2 separate regions of the Mus musculus genome follow, and region 2 is linked to region 1. The links are chromatin contacts, called in public HiCAR-type maps. All regions are on one chromosome and are shown on one strand. Each heading gives the region's core, a stretch centred on a gene start, on an enhancer-like site or on the middle of the called end of the contact. The rest is flanking DNA. Distances are from core to core; before and after follow the strand shown.

Evidence for each region. HiCAR-type assays count read pairs that join an accessible place to other places.
Region 2: a HiCAR-type map of astrocytes shows a contact between it and region 1, with 2.3 times the contacts expected there. The contact joins the promoter of Oxr1 here to the promoter of Zfpm2 in region 1. A contact is called at or near these places in 1 of 39 promoter capture datasets (liver) and 1 of 115 datasets of contacts at active chromatin or transcription factors (astrocytes).

Annotation. Positions count from the first base shown.
Region 1 is chr15:40,653,309-40,657,266 of GRCm38.p6, forward strand. Zfpm2 (zinc finger protein, multitype 2) reads left to right here and starts at 1,734. Exons shown (of 8, transcript NM_011766.5): 1 at 1,734-2,275. The coding sequence starts at 2,236.
Region 2 is chr15:41,445,510-41,449,467 of GRCm38.p6, forward strand. Oxr1 (oxidation resistance 1) reads left to right here and starts at 1,973. Exons shown (of 17, transcript NM_001130166.1): 1 at 1,973-2,080.

The sequences.
Region 1 (3,958 bases), core at 484-2,983:
CACACACAAATACAAATAACCTTGCTTTTCATGGTACTTAGGATCATAATTTGTTGGCCCTTGCAGGCAGGGACTTGGTCATTAACTGCCTTTTCCGTATCAAGGACCATGTACTGTACTGTCATAACCTCATATGGTCATATAGCTAATGTGATGTAATAAGACAAGTGGCCTTCAGCCTTGTGCTAAGATTTGCTCAGCCATACCTTTCATGAGGTAACTCTTTACACCTTTAAAAAGATGTTCTGATGGAGTAATCATCAACACTGAGTAGAGTGCCTTTTGTACATGGAGCCTCCTGCCATCCTTCACTGTGCTCAATCAGCCCAGGCTCTGTGCTGATCCCAGACCCTCTTAGAGCATCATCTGGTGATGCTCACACGGATGCTAGTCAACCAAAGAAAGAGGACACAATTTCAGGTCAGAGTGGACAAGTTCATAGCCTCCTTGGGGAAACTGGCAGTATCTAGGGAATCCATGGCAACTTCACAGGAGTTTATTAGTAAATAATGATACATAAAGTAGCTGATTCCACACAACCCCATCCCTTCAGCACACCGGAAAGAATTGCATTTTGTACTCACCCTATGCAAAACTGTGGGAACCTAAGCTAACCTTGCTCACCTTAATTTTACAAAAACAATCCTATGCAATCCCCTCAAAATAATGTTCTCTTGTGCCTTACCATTTCTCAAACCGTAAGCATACATTGAATAAATAAGAAAGACACAGAACTCAATAAACCAAAGAACCAGGAAATAGTTGTTGGGTCTTACCTGATTGAAAAATTAGGACAAGATCAAATCTTTTATTAGCTCCACGGTGCTTCCCTGTGGCAGAACTAGGAGAATGGAAGGTCATGGGGGCAGGGTGGAGCTGCAGAACTTCCACAGACTTCATAAAAAGTTAGTATTTCCTATTAGAGATGATAGTTCCCTTCCTACCTACAACGAATAATCTAGCTAACCTTCGTCCTTTTGGATGTGAGAAAAATATCTGCCTGACTTCCGATTCCGGGATTTTACTATTTCAAATGGAAACTCAAGCAAGATGCAGAAAAGCACTTTGAGCGCAGCTCATCACCCGACTCTTGTGGGCCTAGTGGGGGATGGTCCGGGTCCGCAGCAGTCTCCTGGGAACTCTGACAGCGATGAAATGGTCTCCTGAGAGCCCAGGCAGATGAGAGGACTTAACGGGCCCCAAGACACACAGTTGGCATTTGTGATCAGCTGGCTTTCGCTGGGGACTTTGCCAGTGGCCTAACCTTCCTGCCAAGAAACTGTGAGGGCGGAGGGCAGGGGCTCCAGGAGGGGAGCAGTAACTGGAAGCACAAAGTTTATGGAAGGAGACTGAGATTTCTTTGTGCCCTGCTAGATGGGCGAGGCATTAGGGAGGAGAGTTAGAGGGTCCATTGGAAGAGGCTGTTGGAAGAAGTTGCTGGAAGGGGAGCGGGGGAAGGGTGGCCTGGCAGCTGCCCAGCATTGACGCGGTGACAAATGCAGAAGGTGGCCCCCTCCAAACCTCACGTCTCCCCCCACCCCATCAACCCCTTCAACTCCCACCCACGCCGCGATCCCCTTGCACTCCACGCGACCGAGGCCGGGCTGTGAGTTTGCATCCGGACTGGCTTTGGATGCAGCCAATCCTCCTTTCGCTGATGGCATAGTCTCCCCTCCCCACAGCCCGGGCGCGCCCCTCCCTCGCGCGCCTCGCCACCTCCCGCAGCAGTGCGAGCGCGGCGCGGCCCGGAGCGGCAGCGGCGGCGCCTGAGTCTCTGCCCGGCAGCCGGGGACACGGAGAGCGAGCGCGCGCCTCCTCCCGCACCCTCCGCCCCTCGCAGCCCGGGTCCCCCTGCGCTCTCTCCTCCCCTCCCTCCTTCTCTTCCTTCTCTTACCCCTCCACCCCCTTCTTCCCCTTTTCTCTCTGCCTGGCCGATCGCTCCTAGATTCCCATCCTCCCCCCCACAGCCCCATCGCTCTATCCGTCGCCCCCTCCCCTCTTCCCTGTCACACTCTCTCTGCCCCTTGCTCGGCCTCTCATTTGCTTGCTCATCTCCAAACGTGGATCCGCCGCTCCCGGAGGAGCCTAGCTCCGGGATCCCGAGCGCACGGAGCACCTGGAGTCCGACCGGCGGCGGCCCGAGCCTGCCCAGAGGCAGAGGCGGCGACAACCCAGGGAACCGTAGCGGGAACCGCAGACACCGCAGGAACCCCAGCGGCAGCGGCCGCGGCCGAAATGTCCCGGCGAAAGCAGAGTAAACCCCGGCAGATCAAACGTAAGTTTGCGCGCGGGACTGGGAGTTGGTGGGATCGGTTCCTGGGAGAGGGGCGCACGCGGAGGGAAAGATGGGAGACACTCGGGGAGATCCGCTCCTAGTCCTCGAGATTTGTCAAACTTTGCAAGCTATCAGGGAAAACCAGACGGCCGCAGACAGATGCACAGCCAGTTGGAGCGCCGGGCAGCCGCAGCCCAGTGTTTCTCCAACCTTCGCGCTCCCGGGTTCTCGGTTATTTCAACTCTGGTTTGCTGCAATCGTCGCCCTTTTTATGCTGAAATCTAACAGGACAATCCGCTCCCGCAGAGCTTAGTATGATTGTTGTCCTTGTTGTTGTCCTGGCGGTTGGCCTACCACTCTTGGGAGCATGTCTTGGTAACCCGGGATGAAGTTCTCAGAGCTGGTGGAGGCCACCGGGCTAGGGAGGTAACTTCCCCAGTGCGGTGGAAAATCAGTGTCTGGGGACCCAGTCCTGGGCGGTACCAAACGCTTTGCCAAACCCGAAGTGAAACAAAAAGTAGGTGTAAAAGTTCGCGCCTCTGTTGGAGACAGCCGCGCACCCCCTCCCTGCCTGCCGCGCACCCCCTCCCTGCCTGCCGCGGTATTGGGCTGCACCCGGGGACTTCGGGTGGGTCCCACTCACGGCGCCTGGACACTGTGTAGGGCGGGCTTCAGTTTGCCACTGGTCAAGGAGCGGAGTCCCCACTGGGAGGGGCCTCCTTTGCTTCTGGGCTCACAGGATTTGAGTTCAAGGTAGCCCATACTCTGGTGCTGTTCCTAGTTCCTGACCCCTACCCCTGGGTCCCTGGGTGCGGGTCCCTGCGGTGCCAGAGACACCTGCCTGCCAGAAATCCACAATCTCACTAAATTCTTCTAGGCCAACTTTTTTCACCTTAGGAAAATTATTCCTGTGTGTTCGATAGGCCTGCAATATATCTTCAATCCTTTAATCTAAAAAAAGTTAAAGGCCTTATTAATTTGAAGAAGATGATGATGATGATAATAATAACAATAATATTTTATGAGTTCTGTGATGTATTTCTGATTTTCCGTGTTGTTGAGGATCTGGCTACTCGTTTAAAACTAATTATCATGTAATTTTAGTATATTGCTTTAGTATTACCCTTACCTCATAGGTACCCTACATGCAAGTCAGAATTTCTTTTTGGTGTAGTTTAAAAATAAATCTTATCATACAACTTGTCCTTGAGATTGGGGGCAGGCTATACATAGCTTGCTACAGTTGATTATTCAATATGCATAATATAGTACACTCACACTCCCTGCCTCTCAGATGTAATTCCCTGGCTTTAACTCAGTGGATTTCTGTCCCTGTGTGCCAGTTCTCAGTCTAAACAACTTATTTCAAACCAAGGAGTGGACCTCACTTTTGGCGGAAAGCCTACCTAATCCTGTGGCAACACTGTCCTGGAAGACTTTCACTTTTTGGGTTCTCTGTGCCATCTAATTACCTTCTCCGTTTTGATGCTGAGTTGATCAGAGCCTTTTGTTTACATTGTACAGTTTATTGTACCAAATGATGTTTAGTATAAAAAAGTGGTTAGAAACATTAAATGCAAATGGTTTTAGTTCATGACTGTCGCCTAGATTGTTAATAAATAATTAATATTAATTGATTGTATGCTACAAAGACCATCTGATTCTACTTGGGAAGACTTTGTT
Region 2 (3,958 bases), core at 723-3,222, 790 kb after region 1:
GTGTGATGGCACCCGTGTGCACAGCATTCATCTCTCATCCCATGTTACTTAGGACAGGAAAGGATAGATAAGCTTAAGAGATAGCTTCAGAGGAAAGAAAGTTAAACATAAAACTAGACTGTGATTGCAAATTGAAGGATCTGATTTAGGAGTATGTCTTGAGCAGAGACATACACTGTTATAGCGCTGTTAAAAAGTACAACCGTGTGCCTTCTGTTGGCAAGCCAAGCTTTCCTAAGTCTCAATAATGGCAAGTGAATGCATTTTTATTGAGCATGTACTGTGAGCTCTTGGTGAAGCTCAGTTCTAGTCCATGCATAACCTCAAAAGACATAAATGAACTGGGATAAAATAGTCACTTTCAAGAGAACGCAAAATCTAGGCTCTGGATTTCCTTCTTACAAGTAGAGAAAACAAGATTACCAAATTCATTAGCTGCACTGAAAACTGCGCCTAGTTTCCTGATTTCTTACTCTAACTACAGCTATGGATTTCAGGAAATAATAGGTTATATTTAAACTTGGGTAATTTCTCATCCGGCAGATTTTGGGTTCAATTAGGTATTATTTCAGGCAACAGTTGTCTCCAGGCTTCAACGTCCTCTTCTGTCAAATAAAAGCAATGAATTCTTAACTGATGAATCTAATTTGGTGACTTCCAGAGAAAAAGCTAAAACTATAACTTGACCCAGGAAATATGTGAACATCTCATTCTTATAATTGAAATCTTTATTGATTTTTTCAGGGTAAAAAATAATGGGTTTCATTACGAAATGCATGTACATCACTATGCTTTTCTCAAATTCATTTCTTTTCCTTTTCAGTATAAATATTTCCTCCTCCCCTTTCCTCTTGGCTTTCGTTTTACAGACTGATGGACGTTTCACTTTCAAAGGAGAGAAGAGATAACACTAGTTGTCAGCAATTGAGGTGGGGTATCCTGGAGATTAATAGTGAGAACCCACTCACTACCAGGTTTTGAGAGGCCTTTGGGCTGATTTGCTGGTCGGATTGATGCAGTCTCATCTTGGCAAAGGGACCGACTTCCTTCAAGAAAGGGCCGAGGTCCAGTCTACCTAGTTGTACTTTGGCCCCTACCCCTACTCCTCTCTCATAATTTCCCAGGCAGAGTTGGAAAGGTGGGAGCGGTGGAAGTAGAAGGCAGCAGGCAGGGAAAGTAAATTACAGTTCAGGCAACAGGAACAGTGCCTCCAAGGTCAGGCTGAGTGTCAACTAATTATGTAAAATCCTGCGGAAATAGAAGTCGGGGAGAAGCCCAGCCTACTCTTGTATTTAAGGAGATCTTTCCAGAGCCCCTTTCAACCCACAGCCCCATACCTTCACCCTTTGGCCAGATCTTTGTATTTTGCCCGCCTTCCTTGATTTCTCGTTCCAATTCCACCAGAATAACCCTGAAAACTTTTTTCTTCCTCTTGGTAAGTCAGTAGCAGAGGAGCTTTCCCATAATTTCAGACCAGTATCTTCTCGATGTCTCTGTCTAAGGCCCTGAGGCTAGGGCTGCTGGGCAGCTCTGGGGACCGGGGACGGGAAGGGGTGCCATACCCCGCAGCCTGGAGTTGGGACTCTGCTCTGGCTACCCTGGCAGGTGTCTGTTCTTGGGGCACGGTTTCCCAGGGCAGGGGTCCAGGAGGACGCCAGCTCCCGGAGCCCGAGAGTTCGCTGCGGGGACGCGCGGAAAGGGGGTGCGCTGGCAGCCGGTAGCTTCCTTCCGCAGGAGCTATTTTTAGCAGGGCTTCGCCCCCCCTTTTCCCGGAGCCGCCGGCGTGGTCGCCTCCAGCTCGTGGCCGTCGCTCTGCAGCTCGGCGCCGCCTCCCCCGCCGCGGATGGCTCTTGGTAGCTTCCACGCGGGCAGGTCCGGAAACTGAGCAAGTCTGCAAGCGCTCCGCGGCCCCGGCGGCGGCGACGGCGGTGGGGGCAGAGCTGGGCTGCGTCAGGCTGAGCGCAGTCCGCGCGCGGCCGCGGGAGCGCAGTGCCAGCGCCGCCCGGCCCCACCGAGAGGGGCGCACTCGCCGCTACGGGGCTCGCACCGCTCGCCGCAGCCCCCTCCCGCCGACCCGCAAGTAAGTTTGTGCGGCTGCTGGGCGCCGCCGGGGCGAGGGCTAGGCGCTGGGGGAGCTGGGGATGGCGAGCGGGAAGAGCGCCTGGACACCCGGAGAGCGGGCAGCCTTCTGCCTCCGGAGTCCCGCGCTTCTCCCAACCGCTGGGCAGGTAGAGAGCTCCTGCTTACAAGGATGCTCTAGCAAAAGCTATAATGAGCAGACCCCGGAGGGTAGGACTGGCTCAGGGTTCAGGTGTGGGTCACTCTGGAAGGAAGAAGGACCGCGGATGAGGGAGCGGACCCGGCAGGCCAGGAGCCGGCTAGTGCCCGATGGGGAAGGGAAGGTTTGGAGAGCAGGGACCTGCCTGGGAACAGCCAAAAAGGGAAAGTGGTGTCCCTAGGACTGACAGAGGGTCAGAGAGCAAAATAGAAGGGCGGTGTGTCCTGAACCAGGATGACAGAAGGGGAGATAGATGGAAAGTGGGGCGTGTGAAAAGCGGATTTGTAGGAGAGTAAAGGACGCCAGTGGAAGGGTCAGTGGGCGCCTGATGGGCGGGTGAACTTGGTTAATTCGGGGAATCAGAACAAGCTTAGGTAGATATGATGGAAAGAGGCAGATTTAATTCAAGCCTCCGGAGGGAGTGTGTGAGGCAACACGTTGTGAGAACCAGCGGGTTTAGAAAGTGGCCTGGAAGGGAGGGCTGGAAAGGTGATGAGGGATATGGGGGAATGTGAGCAGGGAGTGGGGTAGATTCATGCCTAGGATAGGGAGGAAGGGGAGTTGCAAACCTGTGCATAGGGTTGGAGGCTTCCGTGAGTCAAGTCCCATGGTAGAGGTTTAGAGGTACTTCTCTGAGGTTCCTCTTCCATCTCCTATCTGGTTTGGAGGCTCCTAGGATCCTGGACAGAGATGAAGCAGGGAGGAAGGTAGTCACTTAAGGGGAGCCACCAGTGCTTTCGCTTACCGGATTGTGTATCCGGGTTCCTTTTAAGCAATGTGGGGCTGGGTTTGTGCGTTACACAGAGGGGGAGTGGTGTGTGTTCTAGGCCAAGGGGATCCCTAGTCTCCTATGGGGAGGGGGAATTTGTGTTTTGGGCTGGTTAGTAAGGTAGAAGTCTGCAGCGTGCAACACGCAGCAGGGGGTGTACATGCATGCGCTTTGCAGGTGCGTGGTGCAGGCCAGGGGTCCTCCGAGCTGTGCAGTCTGTCTCCACGACTGGGAGATCAGGACTCTGGACGTGGTCCAGGACAGGATTAAGGGAAACGTGCTTCCGCTTCCAGTATGTCTTCTGCCTCCTTTTGCTGGTTACATTCTTTCTGGCCCAGTGATGGGTTTCCATAGCCTCCCTCTGGTTACCTTTTATTTGAAACCTGATGCTGTTTGTCTCCCCTGATTTCTGTGCTTAGAGGATGCATCTCAGGCAGGGTTGTTCCCATCTTTCTACTCAGGGAAGGAATCTGAGAAGTCCCTGATGTCACAGGGGCTCTGGAATCATGGGGCCTTCTCAAAGGACATGATGATCATAACATCTGTGGATTCCGTAAGCAGGTAGCTTCAAATGGACTGGGAGAGGCAGTGAGTAGGTTGGGAACAGTGACCATTACTTACCTGTGTTTTGAAGGGGGGTGGGGGGGCTTCCTCTCAGTTCCAGGCATGCAAATCAATGACTTACGAAGGGAAAGACCAGATTAGTTCAATAAGCATCGGAAATTATGTTGCAAAATAAAATGTCCATTTGACTAGCAGAGATTTTACCCACCAGCTACATGAATCAAGAAGAATCTGCAGGTTCCAGGTTGAGAAATGGCAATGAAGAGGTGGGTGTCACCACGACCACGTCTTCTCAAGCTCTGTCTAGCTGAGCATGGTTTGTTGGTGGGCAGCTTTTAAAGCTGCAC